Regions from separate parts of the Mus musculus genome. Here region 2 is linked to region 1. The links are chromatin contacts, called in public Hi-C maps. All regions are on one chromosome and are shown on one strand. The core of a region is the stretch at or near the end of the contact, and the rest is flanking DNA. Distances in the headings are between cores, read along the strand shown.

Evidence for each region. Hi-C and Micro-C count contacts between places; a contact is called where the count stands out from the background.
Region 2: a Hi-C map of cerebral cortex shows a contact between it and region 1, with 4 times the contacts expected there. The contact joins two enhancer-like sites. A contact is called at or near these places in 1 of 15 datasets of contacts at CTCF or cohesin (large pre-B cells), 2 of 484 Hi-C or Micro-C datasets (bone marrow-derived macrophages and cerebral cortex), 2 of 115 datasets of contacts at active chromatin or transcription factors (CD8 T cells and the HPC-7 cell line) and 3 of 9 other capture datasets (adipose tissue, liver and pancreatic islet).

What each region holds. Positions count from the first base shown.
Region 1 is chr14:66,157,013-66,163,659 of GRCm38.p6, forward strand. Ptk2b (PTK2 protein tyrosine kinase 2 beta) reads right to left here. Exons shown (of 31, transcript NM_001162366.2): 24 at 6,013-6,138; 25 at 1,519-1,665; 26 at 1,372-1,407; 27 at 1,036-1,060; 28 at 49-95. Among named protein-coding and RNA genes, the nearest start is that of Gm52098, 18 kb to the right of the region's middle. Within about 2 kb of position 4,304, at least 13 of the 459 cell types and tissues checked have an H3K27ac peak or open chromatin away from gene starts, as enhancers often do. A contact at or near this core is called in cerebral cortex, where this site is marked.
Region 2 is chr14:66,317,132-66,323,778 of GRCm38.p6, forward strand. No RefSeq gene overlaps it. Among named protein-coding and RNA genes, the nearest start is that of Gm41183, 23 kb to the right of the region's middle. Within about 2 kb of position 2,705, at least 88 of the 459 cell types and tissues checked have an H3K27ac peak or open chromatin away from gene starts, as enhancers often do. A contact at or near this core is called in cerebral cortex, where this site is marked.

The sequences.
Region 1 (6,647 bases), core at 3,054-5,553:
GAACACGTCAGGCCTACAGTTTTTGACAGTCATAACCCCAATACATACCTGTGCACCGAGCCGAGGTGGTTTCTGTGGGGGCCCTGTGAACTCCGCTGTAATAGGAAGGACAGGGAGTGGGTGAAGGTCTCAGTACCTGGTCTCTCTTTCTACCTTCTTGTAATCAAGCCAGTGTCCCATCTCGACCATCAGGAGACCCCAAGAGTGTAACCCCCAAATTCTGGGAAGATGACCAAGGAAATAGGATCTTGGTCTTCCTGCTTTCCCAGTAGCCAGAGACAAGATCTGTCCAAGGCTTTCAAAGAAGAGCCAAGGCAGGACTGCATGAACACAGCAAGTATGGGGACTCCATGCCCTCTAAGATGGGCAAGTTCCTGAGGAGCAGCAATACTGGCTTTGTGCATCCATGGGAAAGAAAGCCACAGTCTGCAGGTGGCAGTCTTCAAGAGCCACCATGGTACAGTGGCAGCTTCGGGGAGAGTAAACTTTAAAACCGAAGATGATTTTTCATACTATCGACTCGACTCTGATGAGCAATAGTACATGAGAGCCTGGGTGGAGCTGCTGTAAGAGTGAACCAAGATGCAAGCCAGCAAGCTTGCCTCTGATCTCACCACCACACAGGAGCTTGCTCATCCAAGGCAGATGCTTACACCCCCAGCCCTAGTTCTTATCTGGAGAATGAGATCATGAGCTCAGAAACCAGAAACGGAGAGAGCGTTCCAGGTTCGCTTAAGAAATGAAGATGAAAGATAAAGAGGAAAGAAGGTCTAAGAAGTGAAGTTGCCATCTCCTGAAGAGTAGAAAGGACCTCGGCAGATGGAGAGTTGTCGGGGGGGGGGGGAGCACTGGGCAGAGCTAAAGGGGAGGCTCCTTCCAAAATCCAAACACACATTCAGGATAAAACAAGGCAGATGGTACTTTTTCCTTCTTAAAGTCAAAGACAACCGTCTGCTTCTTGCAGGACTGTGAGCTACAATCGCATCACACCCCCCAACACACCCCGGGCAGAAACTGTCCCAAGGAAGCACTCACTGTAGCCGGCCTCCTTCTCTGGAGTCTGTAAGGAAAGGAAGGGAGAAAGGAGTCACTACTCTGCCTCCAGAGAACATCCTATTCCTCTTCTTGCCCATCCCCTTCTGGTTTAGACACACTGCAGTCATGAACAAGGAGACCTGAGAGCTCCTGACTCCAAGTGACCTTTCTAGAGGCCCAAGCCAGCACTAACAATATGACTCCCATCTTCTTTCAGGTGAGGAGATGCATGGGGTGAGCCTAAAGGGCAGAGACAGGCACAGCCAGGGGTCCAACACATGAGTAAATAGGGCTCTTTCAGGCTGTGGCTCTGAGTGGCCTTTCTTTGTGACTTACCAGTGGGGACTTGTCATTCATATAAACCATAGGGTCCTGTAGAGGAGACCAAAGCAAAGGACTCAGAGACCAGAATAGGAAGTATGGGCTATGATATACATGGTAAGCATCCACTCTAGTGAGTAGGGACAGAGGGGAGCCACTCACCAAGCATCTTTCCTCTCGCCTCAGCCACTGGGAATCTTCCACCATCTGCTTCTGCTGTCTTTCTAGGACCTGCTTCATCTTGATCTTCTCTGCCTCCCAGAGCTGCTGGGCCTCTTCTCGGCTACTGGGCCGGATGAAGTCCTCCTCCTGTGAGGACAACAGCCGCAGTGAGCCCCATCCTCAGGCCTGGACTGGGGAGGATTAGCTGAAAAGCCCCAAGGAGCCAAACCTTGGCATCACCTGCTGCTCTTCTCTAGGCTATTTCTAAAGCCAGAGGCACAAATGCAGACAGCTCTGGTCTCAGCCTCAACCACATGGTTGGCTGTAACCAGATGCCAAACCCCAGAGCACTGGGTTCAAACTGTCACACAGTCTGCCAATGATATATTTTCAACTATCTACCCATTTTTCTCTGCTGGCATTTGTGATGGCGGCTGACACTTATCAGGCTCAGAAATGCAAAGCTGGCTCCTAACCTTTGGAACTCGTTTTCACCTACGCACTATGGTGACAGATCTGGAAACATCTACAGTGAGGCTACCTCTGAGCTCCAGGTGTACAGGATTATTTGTGCCCATCGATCATGCATGCTTGGTTAGGAGAACAGCTTCAATGATACAGAAGGAGGTTAAAAGAAATGAAGGAGCTAAGAAAGGAGACAAATAATTAAACTCTCAGAAGCTTAACTCTACAGACATAAGAAGAAGGTTCCTTCCTCCTAGATAGCCCTAACCCTGGTCTTTACATACCAGTGAGGCTTTGGACTTTATTCTTAGTTTTGTTTCTTAAGTGGGTGTTGGTGTTTTCCTATTTACCTCAGTCTTTCCAGGGTGCATTTACAAAATTATTTTCTCAGTCCCCCCTAAACCCTTGCCTTTCATCTACTGTGATGGATCACCTTGCCTTGGGTTGACTGGAGGAAGAAAGTTGTGTGTATCTTCTTGATTGGGAAACATTTGTCAGTGACAGAGTCCTCTTGTGAAGTCCTGTTTGGCTTGAGTGTGGCCCCCTAAGATTTGTGTGTCGGGAATTTGACTTCCAGGGCAACAGTGTTGAGAGGTGGGGTGACTTGGAGGTCATGGAGGCACTGACTTCATGAACAAGTTAACAAACATGTGGACTCCTGAAAGAAGGGAGAGTTTGCCTCTCTGTTGTCATTCTGTGTTCTCCCTTAACCACATGGTGTCTTCTGCCAAGTTAGGAAACAGCAGGAAGGCCCTTGCTAGAGGTGGCCCTTGATCGTGGCCTTCTCAGTCCCCCAAACTGGAAGTAATGACCTTCTGTCCAGTAAAAAGCACCCAGCCTCAGGTATCCCATTACAGAAGCACACAACAAGTCAACATGGTCCCTTCCCTTTTATGTGCCAGTTTATAGGGTGCTCAAAGAAAATGTTAAAAAAAAAGTCATATCTACTTTTAACAAGTCATGTCTCTGCCAGGCCTCTGAAAAGTTTCCCACTAAGCTCCATAAAACAGGCTTGATCATTACACTATAGCTTTAAAATAGTTGAATTGGAGTACACTGCCCATCATTAATATAGATTCAAGTCTCGGTGTTTATTTCTTATAATATTCTTCATCCAATCCATTCAGCAACTATTGGTTAAGCAGCTACTGTGTGGTAGGCATAAAGCTGGATGCTGGAAGAACAGCAGTTTTAAAAACCACGTGTTTCTGTTTTCATAGGGCTAAATGACTAATATAAAGAGTTATTTATGCCCCTAACACAATGCTATCTACAATGGTATGATGGGCCAGGAGGTCTTCAGTGGAGCCCAGTGGGTGCCTGTCCATGTTCTTAGCACTAAAAACTAAACTCACTAAACCTCTTTTCTGTGTGAAGCACTTAGCCACAGGTATTTTGTTATAGAAGCAAAATAACAGACTAAGACACAAATGTCCCAAAAAATGAAGGTAAGCATTTTAAAGTTAAAAATATCCCCAGTTAAACTCAATGCAGGTCTATGGTCACCTTGGGCTTTTAATAAATGGTAGAACTAAGTGTCAAAAGTTTTCAATTCAGGGTCAGAAATATAAAAGAAAATATAGAGACCGAGGAATATTAAATACTGATAGGACAAGTTACTGGACTCCAAAATCTTCTATATAGTTTTGTCATAAGAGATTGCCACAGGTTATACGTGATGTATACCCCAGGCTTGACCTTGGCAAATATTTATTAGCAAACAAATGCTAGAAAGCTTGTTCTGATGACTTCTAATTACATAATAAAACTAAAGGATAAAGGTAGAGGCTTTCTGCTTTATTCTTAATCTGTGTATGTATGTGCACACGTGCATGTATGTGTGTTGGTGTGTGTTGTGGGAGCATGTGTGTGTGGCAGCTGGAGGCTGAGACAGGCATCTTCCTCAACTGTTTTTCACGCCCTTGGAGCATGGTATCTCCCTCAGCTGAACTGACAACTCACTGGTACGGATTAATCAACCTGGCCACCTCGCTCCCAGAATTCTCGGTTCCTAGGAACTGGAATTACAGGTGAACCAGCATGCTGACCCAGCGTTTAGGTGAGTGGGAGGATCCAAACTCTGGTCTTCATGCTTGCACAGCAAGTGCCTCATCCTTGGAGCCATTGTCCCAGCTCCAGTAATTTCAATAATAACGTTTAAACCTTGAACTTCTTTACATTCTGGTATTCTCCCTAGGCAACCGACACCCACACTTCTTGGAAGGAATCGGGGATTTGCGTTACAGAATGGTGCTCCTGAGTTGTTTTCAGTAACTGCTGCCGCTCATCCTTCCTGCCTCATTTACACCTCCGCATAAAACCTTCCTTGTTCTAGCAAAACCATAGTCCCGCCCCCTTGCCTCATAGCAAAGCAGTGGCCCCACCCCTTACCCTATAGCTTTCTGCCACTTAGTCTTGGCTCCTATAGCAGCCTCTTCTTTGTACATCTCCCACATTCCAGTTTTGTCCCTTTCCAACGTTTCCCTAGGTGATACAGGTGAGTGTGCACCTGTGCCCTGAAGGCAAAGCCTCCTGGTTCCTCCTTCAGCACCTAGGACAGCACCCTGCTGCACCTCGTTATGGAATTGGGATATGGGGTGGGGGGATGACTATCATCATCCTTGTGCGACGTTCCACCGGACTCCCAGAGGAGCCACACTATACAGGAAATGATTTTGCCATCTCCGAATTTTTGTTAAATGCTTTCAGATGCTTCGTGGGAAAGCTGTTATCTCGTGAGCATGGCACTGGCAAGCGACTGTCTCACGTACACCATAAAATGGAGTTTATACTTTTTCTTTTTTATGTATTTAAAGAAGAACTCTTCATGTTCTTTCAGAGTTCCTTTATGACAGTCACTTCTAAACGCCTGCCACAAAAGACCTGCACAGCCTGTCTTTATGGAACTGAAAAAAGTCCTGGCAGTGAAACACAGCCCAGACAATGGCAGTGCTGCCCCCCACAGGCACTAAGCAGCCTCTTTCTGAAAGAACGAATGCAATTTTTTAAAAAAGCTCTCCAAAACTTAATAACTATGAATAAAGAGTCCAGGGCAGGGGTGGTGGTGAGCATTGCCTAAATTAGAGCACATGTTTAAAACTGTGGGTTAATTATGGTTAATCATACATGAAGACCGAAATTGGTGAAATTAATGTAAGAGAGAAAAACAGAGTGAGTTTGAAGAAATTTGACTTCATAACAGACCTCAGCTGCCTGGAATTCTAAATTATGCTCATTTCAAATTTTTGCTAAATTAAGAATAATAGCACAGAAGCATATTCAAATAATTGCCTACATTTCTCAAATGTGTTCTAACGAACATGTATTTTTTTTTCCCCACAAAAAGCTTTAGAGTTATGGATCTTGAGGCTGAAACGTATATACATATAGAGCAAGAGAGGAAACGGTGAGTATTTCAGTCTGTTTCATAACTTAGTAAAATATATCAAGTGCTTACAGCAACTTGATGTTGGGGGTGGACACCTGCTCACAAGCCAAGTGCTCAGCGCAGAAGACCTGACATTCTGGCCCAGGAAGCCTCCAGGGCTTCACTGGAGACAAAGAGGCTGCAGTGAGCTGGTTCATGAGCCTGTTTTCTTACCAGTCTCTATTCTTCATACCCAGAATCCCAAATCACAAAAGCAGCAGGGAAAGCCACCATGAGGAAGTCTTTCCTCCAGGGATAGATTTAGCAACCAAAGCCACCAGTCAGAAAGGCAGCACAGGGAGGCACCTCCAGCATCCCTTATTCCATAGCAACCCCAGGCCCTCTGTCCACAAGCCTCTACACTGCCTATTGTACCTGACTCCTGAGACCCAGGAAAGGAAGAGAATCTGCCATCCTTGGCCACAGCACCAGTCTGGACAAAAAAACCGGGTCGGTCCAGCTGATATGTTTGCAAAGGGAAGAGGGCCACAGAGGTTCTCAGGAGTCTGACTGGCACACGGAACCACGGAGCACTTCCCAGGCCACCTCCCTCCAGCAGCCTCCGTGGTGAGGCTGACACCCAGCATGCAGAGTCCTCTTACCCGCATGCTGTGGCGCTTGAAGACATTGTGCCGGTGGAGAGGTGGGGTGTGTAGCGAGTTAACTGGAGATGGATACTCCATAGGGCTGGTAAGCGTAGGAGAGCTGGCACACAGACCCTCAGGGACCTATTCATGAGAAGCAAAGAAGCACAAGGCACAGGGACAAGGCGAGAGGATGACAATTAGCTGCTACAAACAGGAGCACACAAAAAGGGCGAGAGCACACCATGGGGGTGCAGACTTGCTCTACTGTGGCACATAAAACATGGGTTGTATCATTTCCCTGCCGAAGAGGTGTGGCAGAACAGCGTGGCCTCTCCTCTGCCAGACACACCTCCTACACAATGCTCTTCACATGGGTAGATGCTCACAGGCAGCTCATCTCCTGGAGACTAGGGGACCTCAGGACCCTTGGGAAAAGGGTTATGTGTCATAGTTGTGACATGGGTTACGATAAGCTTGCAGATAATGAATGCAGACATATACACAGAGTTATCCCTCAGTGGCCCAGGGGTGTGTGGTTCCAGAATGCACCATAGATATGGAATTCCTTACATAAAATGGTGTTATATTTGTATATCTATAGCTATCATGTGATATAAAGCATCTCTAGATCTTTTACATTGAATATTATG
Region 2 (6,647 bases), core at 1,455-3,954, 160 kb after region 1:
ACTGGCCTGAAACTCACCAGGTTGGCTGTGCTGGCTGGATAATGAGCCCCTGAGATCCACCTACTTTTTCTGAGCAGCTTTTTATGTGGGCTCTGGGGGTCAAGCTCAGGTTCTTGTGCTTCCACATCAACCTCTTTACCAGATGGACCGCCTCTCCAGCCCAGGACTGACTGACAAGTTTTACGGTATGGTTTTCTCCCTATGCCTTTCAATGCTTAGCCACACAGATGCTTGCAGGAGTGGTACAGTGGCAAGTGTGTGGACAAGGAATAAGCCATCTGTTGCAGCATCTAGGGGTATAGTAGATGGCATCTCATTTTGTATATAGTGCACAAAAACATCACTTAAGGATATATCTTAGGTTATGACCCCATTACTAAGCAAATTATGACTTGTCTAGTTGGAGTCATGCACCATGGGCTGGCAACTACGTCCTTGAAAGTGCCATAGAGCAGACATCAAACCTGTTGTGGTAGTTCACACCTTTGAACCTAGTACTCAGGAGGCAGAGGCAGGTAGATCTGGAAGTTCAAGGCCAGCCAGGACTGTATCATGAAACCCTGTCTTTTAAAAAAGCAGGCAGGCAAAAACATTGCCTTCATTTGGGGAAGGAGAGCAGCACACAGAATGTAGAGCCCCGAAGCCTGGGTCCAGGTGCCAGCCTTGTGGTGGGCAAGCTACCAGGTCTTTGCAGCATTTCTCATAAGGGACTGAGGATAACAGTATCTACCCTGAGCACTTAGAGAATTCATTGAGGTGGTTTAGAGTAAAAATGCCAAGTGCTCTATCTTAAGCCCTGTACAGGTTTCTTACATGCCAGTTAATTCTTCAGAAGGTGGCAGATGCTATATTTTGAAATCATGGTTTCTCAGTAACGAATCCCAGAAACAAGAGAGAGATTGAGAACTACATGGTCAGAAGCACACCAAAAAAAAAAAAAAAAAAAAAAAAAGTCTCCCTGCAGTTTAACAAGGACATATATTTATGGTCTGGGAGTGTAGGTCTGTAATTGCAGTTACTTGAAGCTGAGGCAGGAGGATCATAATCGTGGGATCATCTCCAAGTAAAGAGAGCATCGTGGATATAGTGCAGTGGTGAGAGTCGATGCCTTGTGGGGACGGAGCCCCACATGGAAGCCCTACTGTCACAAGAAAGTTCACAACATTTCAGGAACCAGGGAAGCCATCAGGTTGTAATAAAAATAAGGGTCCAGAACTAAACATGCAGGCATGCAGCCTATGAACCCACAAGCCTCTCAAATGTGTGTGTGTGTGCGATTAGATTATGTTCACATGATTGTAACTCCAAAGGTACAGAATGTGCTAGAAGAGTCTCACTGCACACTGACCCTCCCAGGCGGGCCATAGTATCAGTTTTCTTCTCAGTCTTCTGAGAGGCTTTGTCCGTGGTGCGTACTCTATTGATGAGTGACTTCTGTATGCACATAACATGCACCATAACTTAAAAGCAGACTGTCCTGCCCTGTATCTAACCAACCTGACTGGGAGCAGGAAGCTCAAAATGAAGAATACTGTTAAAATAAGTGAAGATGTTCCTTCACTGTAGGGAAGGCGTGTCCTGTATGGTTGCATGCAACACTCACTTGGTAGATGCCACACTTTTTGCTTAAACATTGTGTCTTAGAGTTTTAAAAGAAAAAGAAAACGCTAAAGCCTTTTAAACCCAAGACCTTACGAAATGTGTTTCAATTCCAGTCTTCACAAAGGAGTCTGGTAGCCCGGAGACTAGGATAGGGAATTGGGTCGGACAGCCTGGGTTCAGATTCTGCCTCAGCTGCTGTCAGACCTTAAGAGAATGGTTTCTTTTTTCCTTAGTTTCAAGTAAAAACAGAGAGGGGGGTGAGGAGCTTTCCTACACACACACACACACACACACCAGCATGTATGGCAATTGTGAGGTGGTGTGTGCATGTGGCATGCATATGCGCGTGAGGTCCATTCCTCAGAGGCTCTCCATCTTGATTTTGGGGACAGAGTCTCACTGGGGCCTGAGACTTATTGGTTACCAACTGGCCAGTGAGCCCTAAGGACCTGCTGTCTCTCCCTTCCTGGCTCTGAGATTAGGCACTCACCACCAAGCTTTGCTTTTTACCTGTGTGCCAGAGATTGATGCTGGTCTTCAGGCTTGTGTGGCAAGAATTTTCCCAACCAGGAAGTCTCCCCAGCCCCTGGCTATGAGATTGAAGGTGAGCAAACGTGTACAGCACTAGAGTTTGGTGCACATAAAACAGTTGAGTTTACCATTCTGTCACTGAGCTGCAGCCACAATGTCAGGCAAACTTGGACAGTTATGCCGTTTTCTTTACCAAGTAACTTCTAGTGCTAGTGCCTTGAAAACCGTAGCTGTCACCAGCAAGAATCTGTCTTTGCAGTGTAAAGGACCACTGATTCAAGAAGCAGGGTGTGGCACTCACTCACTGACTGGAGGCTTCCCCCCTCCCCCGTTTGATCCCAGAGGGAAATGAGCGTGTATATTGCTTCAGACACAGCAAAGGAATAGAGAGGAGCAGAGCTTGAGGATCTGTGCATAAAATTAGTGGATCACAGGATAAAATTGTGCTGTTATTTCTGCAGTGGCTCATGAGTACACGTGAGCTGAGTGATAACACCAGATGCTGCCTCCTGCCCACTGAGGGGGCTGTCTGCACAGTGATTGGACAAAGAGCATTGTCAGTGATGAGAGAGATACTGGGATCACAGAGTCTCCAGGTTTCAAGAAGAGAAAGCCTTCTCTGCTGTGCCAGGCCACTCCCTCCCTCTCCCCCCCCCCCCCCCCAGCCACACAGAAGGGCTGAGAAGATGGGTCCATACTGACAGAAACCAATAGCCCAGGGCTCTCGGGGAAACCTTCCTGCCATTTGTCCTTGTTTGTGGTTGTCACTTGGATGGGTCTCTTCTGCCAGGAAAACGGGCTGAGGAATGCAGGAGATGTGGTTTCCATGGATACTGGGCTAGCTGGTATTTGCATAATTCAGTTTGAAGAACAGACAGTCTGGGAACAATGGGGACCCAGAGGAACATGAAGGTACATAGGGAAGAGTCAGCGATGGGGAGCTGGGCTCCGCCTCACCCCTTTTGTAGGGGTGCATTTGAATCTGTACACCCCCAGTTCTCAGTCTGTGGCAGCACGGAGGGGGTGGAGCATAAACAATGTCCCCACAAGAAACCGTAGCATGGGGAGTGAGTCAATACTGACTGCCACCCCAGAGCCTAGTCATTGGTACAGGCTACCCTTCCTTAAAAACTAACAAGGTAAGACAAGACAATATAAGCTGTTTAATGTTCTAGTCCCCACCTCTCTCAAGATGCCTTACTGCTAGTAGCTAAAGCAAAGCAAAGCCTCGGATAAGGGAGGCCTCGGCGTCTCTTTAGAAGGCCCAGAAGCACCCTGAAGCAGCTTTGGTGTCCTGGATAAGCAGGACCAGAGGGAGAAGAGGAAGTCAGTGAGATCAGGCCAAGAGACAGAGAAGCCCTACAGCCCTGACACCCAGAGAAGAGACCTCCCAACAGATAGAAGACTAGGGGAAACTGAGGAAGAAACATGGAAGGCAGCTCCAGTACCATGGCGCAAGAGAGGAAAAGAAACAAATACAGGAGAAAATGGAGAGCAGAAAATGGAAATCTAATTTAAAACCCACAATGAGCGATAATGATGAAGTCGCTTATCACCCCGGACAGACCAGCACGGAATTTGAATTATAGGTCACAGAACACCAACGTCTAGAAGAACACTGCGAAAGGATCACAACAACAACAACAACAAAAAATGCATACTGAGGAATGACAGAAACGAAATGAATGTGGAGCAGCCTGCTTGCTCTACCAGAGGGCAATGAGCAGGGCAGCAAGAAGGAATGCCAAGGCTCTGAATCTCCTAGAATTCTAAGTCACTTCATTTATGAACTGCTTGTGTGTGCGCACATGTGTGCTTGCCACAGCACACGTGAAAGTCAGAGGACAACTCCCAGGAGTTAGTTCAAACAGATCATCAGGCCTGAGTGCAGAGGCATCTATCTACTGAACCTTCCCCCCCCCCCCCCGACTCTTGAGAGGTTATTTTCAGAGAGTAACGGGACACCAGGAAACTGGGTGTTGTTTGCTTGCCCATCATCCCAGTGTTCAGGAGGCTGAAGGAGGATCTTGAATTCAAGGGCCAGCTTGTGGTACAGAACAGACACCCATCTCAAAACAACAGCAAACAAAAAAGAGCAGGGCACACGCACGCACGCGCATACACACACACACACACACACACACACACACGCACGCAAAAGCAAGTCCCCTTTGGATTTTTATTTTAAAAACATAGTCTCCAATATATGGAAAAATAGAAGAAATAAATCCATATGCCAAGACTGAAAGCCAAGTAAATACAAGGTCACAAAATAAAATATGCCAACCAATAGAATTTTTATTTTTATTTTTTTTACATTTTTTTTTAGAGTTTTCAAAATGAAGCCAGCTGTAGTGACTCATGTCAGCGATCCTAATGCTCAGGACACTGAGGTGGGAGCATTGCCAGCCTGGGTAACAGTTTGACACCCTGCCCAAGAGATTAAACAGAATCTTATTTTTCTAAAAAAAATATTTACTTTTTGTTATTTTTATTTTATCTGAATGCATTTTGTTTTGCCTGCATACATTATCTAAGTACCATGTACATGCAGTGCGTGTGGCATGCAGATCCCCTGGAACAGGTGTTTGTGAGCTACCATGATGGCGCTGAGAACCAAACTCAGATCCTCTGCAAGAGCAGGAAGTGCTCGCTACCCTTGAGCCGTCTCTCCAGCCCCCAGGCAAAAATTTTTAATTAAAGATTAATACTTGTGACTGGAAGGATGGGCCTTAGAGGTTCAGAGTTGTTACTGTTCTTGTCGAGAACCCAGGTCTGATTTGCAGCACATACATGGGGTAGCTTACAATTCTCTCTTAACTCCCATTCCAGGAGCTCCAGCGTCCTCTTTGGTCTCAGTGGGTACAAGGCACACGTGTAATGCATATACATACATCCAGGCAAACACTCCCATACATAAAAGTTAATAGCTTTTAAAGGATTCTCACACTAGGTATACAAATACTATAATCAATTGCTTTAATTTTCTTTTTCAAAATGAAAGATCGATGAACCACAGTAGCAGGTGTTTGCATTTCTTCTAGGCCCCGCCCCCCCCCCCCCCCCCAGTTACCTGGCAACAGTCAGGAGTTCCGACTCACTATAAAAGGGGCTGCTTGCCCTCTCCTCTCTCTCTCTTGCTCACGCTCTTCCTCTTTCTTTCTTCCACCTCTGTCCCTTCTCTCCCCACTCCCATTGCTGCTCTCTCTCCATGTGTTCATGCCCCCCCTCTCTCCCTCCCTCTCCGTCTGTCTGTCTGTCTGTCTGTCTGTCTGTCTCTGTCTCTGTCTCTGTCTCTGTCTCTGTCTCTCTCTCTCTCTCTGTGTGTGTGTGTGTGTGTGTGTGTGTGTGTGCCTTTCTCTGCCTCCACTACTCCATCAGCTCCCCTCCTCATGCCCTAAATAAGCTCTATTCTATACTATACCATCATATGCATGGGGCACCCCCTTCCCCCACACCATACCGTGCCTCCACCAAACATATCCTTGGCTTCTCTTTCTTTTTTATAAAATGCAACAGCAGGGAGTCTAGTTCCTCACTATACAGACCCAAGGAAAAAGAAAATGAGATACTTGATAATTTCAGACAATTAACAAGGATGGAATGAAATATAAAGCTAGTTTTTATTTAAAAACATCAAAACATGCAAGGCAAGTCCAGGCATCGATTACAAGTTTGCTGGTGTAGTTACTTAGAGTCTTCTGAGTCACTTAAAGTCAGTGGACTGCTTCAAGACTGGGGACGGGAGCCCAGTGGCTCTCTTCACATATCAGTGCTTTTCCCCTGAGTCAAATCTTACTTGTTCATATCATGCATTTGCAGTATTCCGATGACAGCCTGAGATTCCGTCATTCTCCTTTAAATAGCCATGTGCACTTGCCTGGTTGGCACGCGGCTCTCACTGGGTGTTAGCATTGGTTACAGGGAGGCTCCTGCAATCCACTATGTCTCACAGCACAGCTACACATCATCATTAACATTGATTGTCACCATTTTCAGGGACCCTGATGATTTCTGTGTCCTGTTGGCTCACAGGATGACATCACCACCAGCTTTTTCTAAAAACTGTCAACACCTTTTCTGTCAGCAATATCCAACAGAAAATATAATGGGAATAAGATTATTTGAAAATAGCAACTAAAAGTAACAGGATCTTTACTCAAGATTTCTTTAAAAGTGTGTGTGTGTGTGTTTACTGAGGATTAAAACAATCATGGTGGCTTGAGTAAAGAATGACACAGCCCTGCCATGTTGGTGCTGCTGCTTGGGAAATTTATGAAACTTCAGGAGCTGGTGCTTTCTCGCCCTGCTGGAGGAAGGCTTTGAGGGTTTATAGCCTTGTCCAACTTCCTGCTTTCTCCCTCTGCTAACTGTGTTCGGACAAAGATGGCCAACAGGCTTCCTGCTCCTGCCACGAGGCCTGCCTACTGCCATGTCTTCCAGACCTAATGCTCACCCACTCCCTTTGGAACCATAAATCAAAAACAAAAACAACAACAACAAAAAAAGCTCCA